Regions from separate parts of the Mus musculus genome. Here all the other regions are linked to region 1. Evidence: chromatin contacts called from public Hi-C data. All regions are on one chromosome and are shown on one strand. The core of a region is the stretch at or near the end of the contact, and the rest is flanking DNA. Distances in the headings are between cores, read along the strand shown.

Region 1 (4,546 bases), core at 1,726-4,225:
AGTTCTAATTACGTCATCACCCATCCGTCCGTAATCATACTTCTCCCCAAGCCACAATCTCCATTCATCTCATAGCCAGCTATTGGTCTGATCTCCAGTTCTGCACCTTTGCAGTCGCCTCAGCAATGTAACTAAGACATCAGACTACATCAAGACTTCTGACCGTGCTTTTTTTTTTTTTAATTTCTCTCAACATGATTACCCTCGAAAATAAAACTTCTAAAAGCTATAAATGATGTGCTGTTTCACACATGCTTTTTAATTAAGCCTCACGTCCCAGAGGATGTTTCCCCTCAGAATACTCAGGTATGCCAGTGTCCCCTGAACTCTCACATAGTAGTCTATAGATGGAAAAAGGCATATGTTCGTCAGGATATTGTTGCAAATAAATTCAGTTCTCTCCATTCAGACATGCTTACAGTCTCCAGCCCTGGGCCCAAAGATCACCCCAAGATGCCATTAGCTAGATCTGGAAAGCAGAAGCAAACTGATCAGGAGTGCCCCTAAGAGTCCCCAGCAAGAATTTCAAATTATGAAATGAGTCATCCAAGTGCTTATTATGAGTTGCTATGCTCGGAAGCCCCTCCTCATTTCTACCACCTGGAAAGAGGAATGAAGCTCTAGGGACAAAATAAAAATAAACAGTCTTCACAGTCACTTAGTCCCTTTTGCTACTGTTGTGATAAGATGCATTGAGGAAAACAACTCATAGGAAAAGGGTTGGGTTTTTTTGTTTTTTTGTTTTTGTTTTGTTTTTTATTTTTTTGTTTTCTTTCTCCTATCCCATTATCATGATGGAGACCTGAAGCATCCACATTCAGGAAGCAGAGAACCATGATGCATGGTGCTGCTCAATTCCCCTTCTCCATTTGTACAGTCCAAGATCTCGCATAGGGAATGGTGCTGCCCACAGTGGGCTTCCTACCTGAGTGTAATCAAGATATCTCCCAGAAGTATGCCCAGAGACCCATTCCCTAGGTGATTCTAGTATCTGTCAATCTGACTATCTTAGTTGTCTAGTAATGTCAATAGGGGCTTCCTCAGTGCTCCAGAAAGATATGCTATACATATACATACACTTAGATAACGCTGCAGGAGGATGGGATACAATACCAGCAGGTTTTTGTTTGTTTGTTTTTGTTTTTCCTTTGCAAGCATCAGTATTTTCTTCTGAGTAACAGGTGAATTCTAAGGTATCCCACAGGCTGTCCCTGAAGGTTTATTGGCTGTTGGAGACCAGAGTGTAAGGAACCAGATAGATGTAAACCCCTAGAACCCTCATTGTAGTCCCACTGAGTCAGCATAAGTTTCAGACTCTTAGCTACTCCCAGAAGGAACCCTGTTAGGTTTTCCAGCTGGAAAGCTTTGGACAAACCCCAAGCCCTAAGCTCCAGTACCCAGGTAAACTTGATCTGTAAAGGCCTCACTCCGTCTCCTCTCTCCCTTTCCTTTTGCTTCTTCTCTTTCTCGCTCTCTTTCACCAGCCATGTTTTTTAAGCCCTTTGTACAGAGTCTTGGGACTGTTTGTTATCCACGTCTGGAAGTCTTGGGGCTTTATTTAGAGTTTTCTTATTCTTTGGGAGAATAAAACTGGGCTCATTTTAATAGATGAAACCAGGAATCTAAACTGAAAGCAGAGGCCATGTAAACAAAGCCCTTTTATGTGGTGACTCCAAATGAGTTTACTGTAACAAAACCAGGGCAAGTAAATATGTGGGGTTTACAAACATAAACTGCAAAGTTGCTGAAGTGTGAGGCGAATTGTCGGAGGCCCTCCTGCCTCAAAACTATGGCCTGGTTTTCTCCATGTGTATTTCTATCATAGTAATCTAGGGAGGAGGGAATGTTGTGGCAAAGAATCTCCAATGGTGGGGTCAGTCCTTGATGAGATCAGGAGGCATCTTGCAGGACCTACCAGGACCAGTGCATCTCCATCCCTAGGCCCATGAGGAATTTGCTTGAGCACATCACCCACATATCACACAGTTTGGTAAGGGACTCTTAGAAGTGACCTGCTTTGATCACATGACCCAGTGTGGAGGGCAGGGCTATGAACACGTAGAAGAGTGATGATAAACAGTTTACTAGAGACCGGGGTGATACACTTGCCATATAGGCATGGCAATCTGAGTTCAGGTCCCCAGAACTCAGACAAATGCTCTAAGGGGCTTGGGGGGCTCTTCTGTAATCCCAGCCTCAGGAATCAGAGAGGGAATCTGGGACAAATGGCTAGCCAGAGTGGCCAAATTGTTGAGCTATGAGCTTAACTGAGATACCCTGCCTCAGCATGTAATGTGGAGAGTGATCAATGACACAGGTCAACCTCTGGCCTCCCTATGTATGAAGATACACATGTGTGTGCACTTGTACACACATGTGTGCCCACTCTCATGTAAACATGCACACGTACATTTGCTCATGCACTGTATCTACACACATACAAAAAGAGAGATGGCTGAACATGTAGCTCAGTACTAGAATGCTTGTTTCACAGGGAGTGAGGGAGGAGGGGAGAGAGGGAGGAGGGAGGGAGGGAGAGAGGGAGGGAGGGAGGGAGGGAAAAAGAGAGGGAAAGACACACAGAAAGAGATGAAGAGACAGAGACACATGGAGAGGCAGAGACAGAGACCAGCAGACAGAGTGAGAACAGGAGTGGGGGAGGGAGAGCCTGTACATGCCCATCAACTGTCCTTGTTTCTGGAAGAGAACTTCCTTCCTTAAATCCACCAAAGGCTCAGGGTGTGGCCAGCAGGTGGAATTCATTAAAGACGAGAGAGCATCTTTGCCAGTGGGACTGGAGACCTGGCATCCAACCACTCTCCCAGAGAAAACAGCTAAACATGGCGTGAAGTTTCATCTGGGTGGTTCTGAGACAGTCATTTGGATTTGGAGCTGAGGGGTAGGGGTCAGGCCAGTGTGAGTACTGTGGGAAAAGGGAGAATGGGGGAGGGGCAGATTAACCTCTCTGCTATGGTGTGCTAGTAAATATTTAACAACCAGCTCTCAGGACTTCGGGGAGACTGGGTCTGCTGCCTTTGTGGCCTTCACTGGTACAAATACATCTAGCAGGGCCAAGAGAAGGCTATCAAGTCCCGCGGGTCACAAAAGTTAAGAACATTTAACAACCACCTCTCCCTAGTGGTTATCCTCCCTCCCGCACACCACTGCTTGTGTGGTACAGGAAGTGAACGATAGAGGGCTGGGAGTGAAGGGTACTGGGACTTTGTGGGAGAAAGTAGTATCAGAACCACATCTGCAGGAATGGTAACCACACGGTTTCCCAATACGTAGAATATGTACCTGTCCTCCTTGTTGCATGGCAGGACCCATGTGTATGTTACGCAGGTATATGCTAACTAGCTAACTGATACCTACTGTGCTGCGAATCTCTTGGTAGAAATCAGAAGATGTGTTCTGATTGGTTCAGTGAGCTTTCAGATGCTCTAATTGTAATACTCTCTGTACCCTAGATAGTGGGTGAATTCTGTAACAGGAAGAAGACATTTCAGTCCCCACCTCAGCATTTTGACTTCTGATAGTGGAGTCCTATAAATGATTTCTTCCACTTGCCTCGGACCTTACTAACCATGAAGAGCCTAGGAGTCATCCTCTGGACAAGACTTTTGGACGGGTTTCGTACAAACTCAATTTTAAAAATGACTTCCTAATGAGGCAGATTTTGCTGAGGAAAAGGCACTGGTAAGTCTTGATAAAATCTTCAGAGTTAAACATTTTAGTAACACCTGGACCCAGAAGTGCATGTCACATGTGCCAGATGGCAAAATCTCATCAACAAATGAAATGGATTCTATGGAATGGGCCCGATTGACTGAGTGAGTGAGAGAGTGAGTGAGTGAGAGAGTGAGTGAGTGAGTTAGTGAGTGAGTGAGTTAGTGAGTGAGTGAGTTGGTGAGAGAGTGAGTGTGAGAGAGAGAGTGAGTGAGTGAGTGAATGAGTGAGTGAGAGAGTGACTGAGAGAGAGAGTGAGTGAGTGAGTTAGTGAGTGAGAGAGAGTGAGAGAGAGTGAAGGTTGTTTTCACTGGCTATATATTCTGTGAATTCAAGGAAGGCATTGATACCGAGAGAGCCAGGAGGAGCCAGTTATACTAGTTGGGAAGAGAAAAATGAGGACAGATCAGAATGGAAAGGCCAGACCTTGAAGTACAACTGTAGCTTGTGTGTCCACCATTCAGTATGGTGCTGTATGCCAGGTACCTTTGTGCGCTCTATCATAGGTGAGCTTTATGGCATAAATCTCACTTCATCCAGAAAGTCTCAGCAGGAGAGTCACTGTTGTCCATGTTTCTGAGAGTGATTCAGAGAGGAGCGCACACTAAACTTACCAGTGGGGGGCAGAATATTTGCAGCTGGGTCTCCATTTCTTTGGACCGGTTCTTCTTGGCCTCCGGTAGATCAGAGTTCAAGTCTCCACTGACTGAGATGGGTCTTGAAGACTACCATGAGGAGGACTGGTGGGAAGTTGTGGGCAGGGTGATTCCTACTGGATGAGCATCTGCAGCCGTTGCCCTGGGAAATACTAGCCATG
Region 2 (4,227 bases), core at 1,557-4,056, 340 kb after region 1:
GATATTCTAAGGACAATCAAGCTCTCAGAAAACCTGTATCAGAAACAGTGAAAGTGTCTTGGCATCCAAAAGAGCAGGTTTCTTAGGGAGAAGTGGGCCTGGATACATGGATGTTAGAGATCAGAAGGCACTAGTCCTGTGACATAGGAAACTTCACTCACCAACTGCCCATGGGCAAGTCAGTACAGATCCAACCCATCACATTTAACTATTCAGCAATCAGCAAGAGGGAAAAGCTTCTTGATTTTAACAAAAAGGTAGGGGACTTGGAAATGGCTCTGTTGGCAGCACATGAAGACCTGAGTTCGGGTCCCCAGCCGGGTATAATAGTCATGTCTATAACTATACTTCTGCAGAGTAGAAACTGAAGAATATAGAGCTCATTGGCCAAGAAGTCCAGCCAGTGAGAGAACTTCAAGTTCAAGGAAAGATTCTGTCTCAAAACAAAAAACAAGAAGAGTGATGGAAGAAAGCTTTTGACATCATATCCTCTAGCCTTCATATGTATACCCCATGTGTTCTCTCTCTCTCTCCCTCTCCCTCTCCCCCCCTCTCTCTCTCTCTCATAAACACACACACACACACACACACACACACACACACACAGGAAAGCTAGAAGATCACTGAGTGACTTAGTCAGGGCCATGAAGGTCCAAGGTCCAAGGACTTGGTAGAACCAAGGATTGAGTCATGAACCTGACTCTGAAGTTGATTACTCATTATCTTCTAATTATTTGGTTCACAATGGGGTTTTCATTACTCCCAGGAAGATATTTTGGAACTCTATGGTGGTGTTCTGATTGCCAATGTTGTCTAGATGTCCCACAATCTATGGGTCATTCCCTTATAATAAATGATTCCATTTATCTCCTAGCTTTGAGCACATTGCCTGAGGCCAATGTATTTGGAAACTGGGTCCAGATCCGAGCCTTGATTCCAACTCTGATTCACATGTAGAAACAAAGTATCTCTAGACATTTAGCTGTGATCCTGGGAGTAGGGAAGGGGTCCATTTTTCTTTATCTACAGGCTGGCTTTCAAGAGTGTGATGTCCACAGAGAAGTCATTGTGTTAGATGGCTTCTGCTTCAAAGTGGAGATATGCCTTCTAGCTACTCCAGTCTGCCTTCTCCTTATATAGTATCTAAGATATTTACATATTAAGGCATCCATTATAAATTATCCTCTTTGTGTTTCTTACAAAAATATTATAGTTGGGGCATTTTGTAGATTACTTTTAGTGGCATATTAGAAAATGTGTTAAATTTATATTAGTTTCATTTTGAAATATAGCCAAGATAGTCCATATTATTACAAGAGGGGGAGGCTCTTGAGTGGGAGAGGATGAAGAACTGTCTCAGTTCATCATCTCTTTCCCCCCTGCACCGTATGCATATCCCTTCTCCTCTGCCCTTGGCTTTTGCCTGTAGCTTTGCTGGTCCTGGCCTGAAGCATAAACCTGGCTTTGGTAAACCTCACACACAAGCATGTTTCTTTTCTGCTTCTCTTTCATTCCTCTGGGATCTGATAAAGACACAAGAAGTTGGTACCCGAGTCATAGTTCCATGTATGACTGTCTCACCTCAGAGCCAAGCAGGAAAGGAGAGGGTCCTTTGGTGTGTAGAGAACCCCAGAATAATAAGGGAACCCCTTTCTTGGGAGCTACCTCATAGTAAAGAGCTGAAGACTTCAGCCCTGGTGCGGGCACATTTGACCCTATCAGACAGCCTTGCCTCTGAATCACGGGCAGGCTGGAGAAGGGTACAGAGCCTTCCTAACTCTTTCTTTCACAAAGTGTCTTAATTATTTTTGTCAGCACATCATGGGCCATCATCACCTTAACAGATGAGGTGGGATGGGGTGAGGCAGATGCCTTTCAGTTTCACAGCTTCCACCAGGTCCCTGAAAAAAGGAGGACAGCTGAGAGCAAATGGGGTGGGGGTGGGGGGCAAGGAACCGTCTCCTGTAGATTAAAAGGGGCCTTTGTAGTGGCTACATCTGTACATTAAAATAAATCTCTCCTAGCACTAAAACAACATCTACATTCATTTGGGCCAGGGCCATATTCAGAATTAGAGAATTCTGACAAACATTGCTTCAGCATGTTAAAGTTTGCCAGTTTCACAACAAGACGAAAAAGTGACTCCAGCCGCGGTGGAGAAACACTCTCGACTCCCCACTTTCTCTCCTGACTCCCACTTTCCGGCTTCACTTGAAAGAAAAAGATTTTGCCCCTTTTTTCAGGTGCCAACCTCTCAGCCTAGTCCTGAAACGGGCAGCAAATTGCCCTTGAAGGTGGTGGACTTCAAGAGAAATTCTGCTCTTTTTCCCCTAGAGGAGGCTCCTAGAGGTTCTGCGTGCCTGTTAAAGCCTTTAATAGCTAGGGAAACGCAATTTGGGGTGGCCCTCGGGAAGACTAGACATGAATAATGCCTCATAAAAATAATTACTTTTACCCAGAGTATACACACCAAAGGAGCTTGGTGGGGGCTGTCTCGACCAAACAAATGGAGTCTTCCTTGCAGGAAGCTTTCAGCATGGCAGAGGCATCTGTGGTACGGATCATATTCACTTCTCTGGAGTGTGGTCCTCTGAAACCAGTTCTGGAACTTTCTGAAATCTCAGCTAAACAATATTGGGAGGTTTGTAGGCTAGCTGGTGGTAAGTGTGCGGCATAATCCAGGTCTGAGATGACCAGTTTACATATTGAGGATGGTGATAGTGGATGCTAACCCTAGGGCAGCCGGTGTAGCTGCGGCATAGATGAGCCAAGGCTGAAAGTTGGAATGGACCATTGACTTCAGCCTATTTATTTCATAAGCCAGCAACTAGAGGTATGCAAAGGTCAGCAGCTTACCCAAGAGTCTTCAGAGACAGCTCCAACTCTAGCTGGACTAGGAGAGCATAGAGCATGTTGTTGTCTGGGAACATAGAGTCCTTTATTTGAAGGGTATTGCCCCTTGCCTCTTACCAATACCCCACTATTTCCTTTAGGAAATGATATGCCTATAGTTTTAGTTCATGAGGTCTGCTGTAGAGCTAACTCTCTGTCCCCAAGGTATGGGATTCATCCTTTCCTTCTTCTGCCCTGGATAGTTCTCCAAGCTATGCTAATGGGAACTAGCTCTAAGCCTCTCAGATGAAACTTTGGGGATAAAAAAAGAACTCTCCTTTCCACTGACTTTGCTGAGCTGGTTCAGGGGACCACTAGAAGAAGAGCGTCTACTGAGACTGTGGCTGACACAAATAAAACTAGAAACTGAGAGCCTTGGTGACTTCTGCTGTGTCCAAGATCCTGAAACCAGATAACACTTTGTTTCTTTCGTTTTTCTTTTTAGTTATGTGAAACAGTGTCTGTCTACTTCAGATGATCAAATAATGAGCTCCTTTTGATTTACAGATATCCGCTTCAGCTCATTTGAATTTGGTTTCTGTTGTCTGCAGTGGATAGCATTCTGATATATCCAACTGTAGTCTAGGTCAGTGACTTCTCCTCACAGGAGAAGGGGCAATGTGATAGTTGATGGAGGATAGGTGTAGGTTGGGAGGCAGGTTGATGACATGCTTGCTGCCTTTCTTACTTCATGGCAAGTATTACCCATGAATAATGGAGCACCTTTCTAGGCAGCCTCCCAATGCAGAGCACCAGAGCACTATGATGCCATCAATTGACCAACTTGGCTGAGCACACGGTGATTCACACAACACAATCTTCTTAGAGGAGATCAGGCTGGTATGGCTGGAGATGGTACAACCTTGTCAGGAGCACGGTACCTTTGCATTCACCAGCAAGATACACACTGGCATCTTCTTTACACTAAGTAATTCAGTGAAGATGGCAAACTGGAGAGATGGCCCAGCAGTTAAGGGCACTTGATGCTTTTTCGGAGGACCTATGTTTACTTCCCAGCACCAACATGGTGACTCACCAACCACCTGTCACTTTAATTCCAGGATACCTAAATCCCACTACTAGTCTCCAGGACAGCCAGGCACTCACCTGGTGTCCAGACCCACATGCAGATAAAACACCCATATTCATGAAATAAAAACAAACATCTTTTTAAAAAAAAAAAAAAAAGAAGAGGCAAAGATATATTCCCAAGAAGTGCTGTTTGCTAATCTTCACAATGATGACAATCAGAAACCTTCCACTTTATCAAAGGGTTGAGAATGAGGTGGCACACTAACGGATGACTGGGCTCAACTGTTTTCACAAATCACCCTT
Region 3 (4,404 bases), core at 1,200-3,699, 460 kb after region 1:
CTAAGGAGACGATGCTAGAATCTAAGTGATTGACAGCTATACAGATTGCCTAGTCTCTTGTGCAAAAGTCATTGAACTCAGCTTAGCTCATCTTTTCTAATGCTGGATTTATTTTTTTGAGAAAGGATCTTCCATAGCCCAAGCTGTACTTAGACTCATGATTCTTTTCTTGGCTCAGTGCCGAGATTACAGGTCTGCACCATCAAAGCCCTGCTTCCCTGTTCACTCAGGATCATACGTATCATGCATATTATTGGGGTTCCTATAGACCTCATTACTTACAATGTGATCCCTGAGACAACCGTACTTCAGTTCTTGCTATAAATGCAAAACTTCAGGGACCACGCTAGACTTTCCAAATAGAAGCCCTTATTTTAAAAATTTAGTACATGTGAAGATTAAAAGTCAGGGAACGTTGTTACAGGGAGATTTTCCCCATCTTACCCCTATTGACAATCTTGAGGACAAAAGAAAAGCTGTTGAATGTTAGGACATTTTCCCAACAGAATTAGAGGGTACTTGCGAGACTTGCATCTACTTTGAAGTGAGCCTGGGTCCCCCATGAAAGTGAGACAGGAATGTCATGGCCTTTAAGGACCAGGAAACCTGTGGCATCTTAGGGGCTAACTGTGGCATCTGTCCACTCGTTTGACCAGCCACTATTCTGGATGGTGGTCGGGAAGACCCCTTTACTGCTATAACTCAGATTTACATAGGCAGACTCTGAATAAGGCAGAAGGCCCCCCACAGTCTGGGTGGGCCTCATCCAGTCAGTTGAAGGTCTTCAAAGAAAAGACACAGCCTTGAAGGAAGAAGAAATTCTGCCTTCATTTGCCTTTGAGTTCAACATTGAAACAGCAACTCTTCCTGGGATTTCCAGGACACCAATCTGCTTTACAGATTCATATTTATCAGATTCCACACTTACATGCTTTAATACAAATCTTCCTCCACATATAAGCATGTATGTACATATTTATATGTCCATATGCATACACACATATGATGTCTTTATATGCTTATGCACACACACTGTGTATTATACACATGCTTTCTCTATATAGGTTCTTTCATTGTTCTGTCTCTTCTGAGACCGCTGATGAATAAGCTTGTTACCCAGGTAACTTTCAGGGCATGAGCATAAGTAAGTAAATGATTTTCTAATATTAATAACCAGACTGCATTAACTCAAGACAACATTGACAGCTCTTGTTGTGCCAAGAATCAAGTCAGCCAGTATATGCAACACAGTAATTGTTTATGGGAACGTATTTTAAACTTCTGCTAAAAATACTTAGCATAGCATGGCGGCCATTGGTGGCTCAATAGCAGAACCAGTGGAAGTAAACACCCCATTTCACAACTCCTTGAGTAAACCTCACTGCTGCACAGCAACGCTTATTTGAGCTGATCCATAACCCTGGACAGCTTCCACCTTTGCAACTCAGATCAAAATTCCAGGCAATGCCAACATGGATCACGGTGCAACCAAAACATGGCATTGGCGGTAATAAGCAATGAAGCTTTTCCCCTGTGACCAGTAAGAGTTAGTTATAAATCATTAGTAATTGCCCTGGCAAAAGGCAAGATCAAGGGAAAGGAACTTCCAATGTTAAGCCAGAATATAGAGTCAGTGTCACTCAGGGCAAAAAGAAAAGAAAAAACAAAACAAAACAACAACAACAACAAACCCAAAACCAAACCAATCAACAAACAAACAAAGCACAAAACAAAAAACAAAACAAAACAGAAAACTCCTTATCCTATTGCATCAGTACTAAAGCCACTGATCTGTTACCAGCTCTAGGTAAACAAAAGAAACCCAGTAAGTCCAGGGGGGCAGAGTTCACATGAGGGACTATAATCTTATGTACTCTTCTGCTAAGAGCTGTAGCCCACTTATAGACTGGCTTCGCCAGAACTCCAAGCTGCAGGCTTCCACTGTAACCCAGCTCATCTCATAGCCTCAAACACTAGCAGAAACCCAGACAGAGCCCTGCCCCTCCATCAGCCCCAGCCTCATCAGTTTGGCCTTTTGCATCTGAAACATTTCATGGAGGTGGAAAATCAATCAGAAAGTTTCTTTGCACCACAAGCTCCTTAGGACCAAAGGGCATCCTGGGACAGGAAATAGCAACCCATGGTTTTTATCCAGACCTCTAAGCAGAAATGATGCAGCCATCACAGCCTTGTAGCTGCTGCTGGGGATTCAGTGCTTAGGATTCATAATTAAGGCTTCCAAGGAAAATGCAGATACAGAATCTACATCCATTTCCCAAAGGGTAGGAGTTAGAGATGGAGGTCGCCATGGTCCATCTCAGCAAAATCCCATTAACTTAAGTCCAAGCAAGAATCCAAAAGCAACCTGCTGCCCCGTTACACTTGTGCAAGCTTTGAACAGCCCCTGAACTTCTCAGCTATGGCGCGCTGTTGGATAGTAAGTGTGCATCATTCCATATGCATCCTTCATTTCCTATGCTACATAATGGGGGCCATTCTGGAATCAAAGGAAATGATGGGTAATAATGCTGAACATCTGGCTCATAAAATACAAACTTGCTCAACAGATCGACTGCTTCCTGTCAGCTTCCCAAGCTAACAATGTGTGTGTGTCTTTGAATGTGCATTCAGACTCGTGTGCAAGCTCTGGGCAGCCATGCAGGCCTCTACTCCTGGTGCTTCATCTGTTTCCAAGGGTGGCACCAGACAGGAATGTGGTCAGTGTCGAGGGTGTGGCCCCAATGGCATCATACCACCAGATCCCCAGTTCACTGCCGGCCTGTTCATTGCTATGCATCGTTTGCCTTCAGAACTTCCCTTAAACCTCGGCTATATGCAGAGTCCTCTGCCATGTGCTATGAAGATAACTAAGCACAAGATTGGGCTGGTTCCCCCATGGAACCCTGAGTGTGCTAACAGAGACAGACAAACCAATGGGACCAATGGAGGAGGTCTAGTAGGGGCTGCCATGCTGGCCTCCCGTAGTGAGCAAAGAGACTGTCTTCTTCCAGTCCATCTTGGGTCCAAGTGTCCATCTTGTACTTATTGAAACCAGTCACATGAAAAATGCCAGCTACAAATGTCTCCTGAACACTGGCATAATAAGCAGAAAACAGTTTCCTGCTTCCCTCCATTTCCCCCCTAAATTATTGATACTTGCTCTAGTACCAAGGGAGAAGTTTAAAAACCATCCTTTTCTTCCGGAAGACATCAACCTCTCCCTTAGATAACTTCTCTTCACCCTTTGCATCCACAGAGTTTCTGTAGCAGCCGATGCCTCTCTATTATCACATAAGGCAAGGTGACCAGCTGGTTGGTTTCTTAGGCACATGCATACATGTATACATACATACATACATACATACATACATACATACATACATACACACATACACACATATGTATACACCACCTAGGCTGTAAGATTGGTTCATTAATTGGACACATGATTTGATATGTATTCCCTGGGATGTTTTGTCTTTTTGCTATCTCAAGCTTGTGGAAAGATGGTCTCTCTGTTAGGTGCTTATAAGAACCTAAGTGTGGTGCTCATAGCCCCCCATCACAGATAGTAAGTTAGACAAAAAGAAAGAAAAAAAAGAGTTGGGGAAGGAGAGGGAGAGAGGGCAAGGGAGAGGGAAAGGAGGGGGAGAGGAGAGGAGGGAAGGAGAGAGGAGAGAACAGAGAGAAAGAGGGAGTAGATAAGAAGAGAAGGAAGAGTGGGCCTGGGAGATGCAGGTAGAGGGAGGACTAAAGAGAGTAAATTAGAATTTCGGGGGGCAAGGAGGGGGAACGGCCTCTAGATGCCTTCATCCCTAGGGACTGTGTTTTATGATGGGCATGTTGCCCTTAAGATTTTATGAAAAATCTTCATAATGAATAAAAGTTTGGCTGCTTTGAGATCATCAGTAAGAAGCTGCCATCTTGAAAGTCCCCTTTGGCCAACCAGAATGAAGGTGCAAGCACAGGCAGAGCAAAGGGCAGGCCTGGGGCTGGTAAGGTTGAGTGTGGCCCTCCACCGGGACAGGCACAGTGCAAGCTGCAGACCAGCCTCTGACTTTGAAGGACATTTGATTGCCTTGCCATTTAAAAAATCTCCATACTGAGGGAGCTGGTCAGGCCAGTGTCAGGATGCTCTCGTTCTCCTGCAGCTAGATGGAGGTAACGCCGAGCCCTAGGGAGGAGGTGAGCTGGGCATTGGAGTGAGTTAAGAGCAGCCTGCTTGGCAGAACATTTGAGGGCTGCTGGGTGGGTTCAGCAGAGTCTTCTGCCAGATCTGCTCAGTCCTGGAGGCTGGGACTGAAAGGGAGGGATGTGCACAATGGCGAACTCCACTGGAAGACTGGCTCTTGGCCAAGGGCAAAGGCTAATTCATTTATTCTCCTTCAATATACCATTTCTTCT

What was found. Hi-C and Micro-C count contacts between places; a contact is called where the count stands out from the background.
Region 2: a Hi-C map of liver shows a contact between it and region 1, with 4 times the contacts expected there. The contact joins two enhancer-like sites. A contact is called at or near these places in 3 of 39 promoter capture datasets (frontonasal cranial neural crest and liver) and 3 of 484 Hi-C or Micro-C datasets (liver and uterus).
Region 3: a contact with region 1 is called in a Hi-C map of liver, with 3 times the contacts expected there. The contact joins two enhancer-like sites. A contact is called at or near these places in 3 of 484 Hi-C or Micro-C datasets (embryonic stem cells and liver).

What each region holds. Positions count from the first base shown.
Region 1 is chr14:28,650,571-28,655,116 of GRCm38.p6, forward strand. The region is part of intron 1 of Gm35164 (predicted gene, 35164); the gene reads left to right. Among named protein-coding and RNA genes, the nearest start is that of Gm35164, 3.1 kb to the left of the region's middle. Within about 2 kb of position 2,976, at least 7 of the 459 cell types and tissues checked have an H3K27ac peak or open chromatin away from gene starts, as enhancers often do. A contact at or near this core is called in liver, where this site is marked.
Region 2 is chr14:28,993,950-28,998,176 of GRCm38.p6, forward strand. The region is part of intron 27 of Cacna2d3 (calcium channel, voltage-dependent, alpha2/delta subunit 3); the gene reads right to left. Among named protein-coding and RNA genes, the nearest start is that of Lrtm1, 22 kb to the right of the region's middle. Within about 2 kb of position 2,807, at least 6 of the 459 cell types and tissues checked have an H3K27ac peak or open chromatin away from gene starts, as enhancers often do. A contact at or near this core is called in liver, where this site is marked.
Region 3 is chr14:29,106,257-29,110,660 of GRCm38.p6, forward strand. All of the region lies in intron 14 of Cacna2d3 (calcium channel, voltage-dependent, alpha2/delta subunit 3), which reads right to left. Among named protein-coding and RNA genes, the nearest start is that of Lrtm1, 90 kb to the left of the region's middle. Within about 2 kb of position 2,450, at least 2 of the 459 cell types and tissues checked have an H3K27ac peak or open chromatin away from gene starts, as enhancers often do. A contact at or near this core is called in liver, where this site is marked.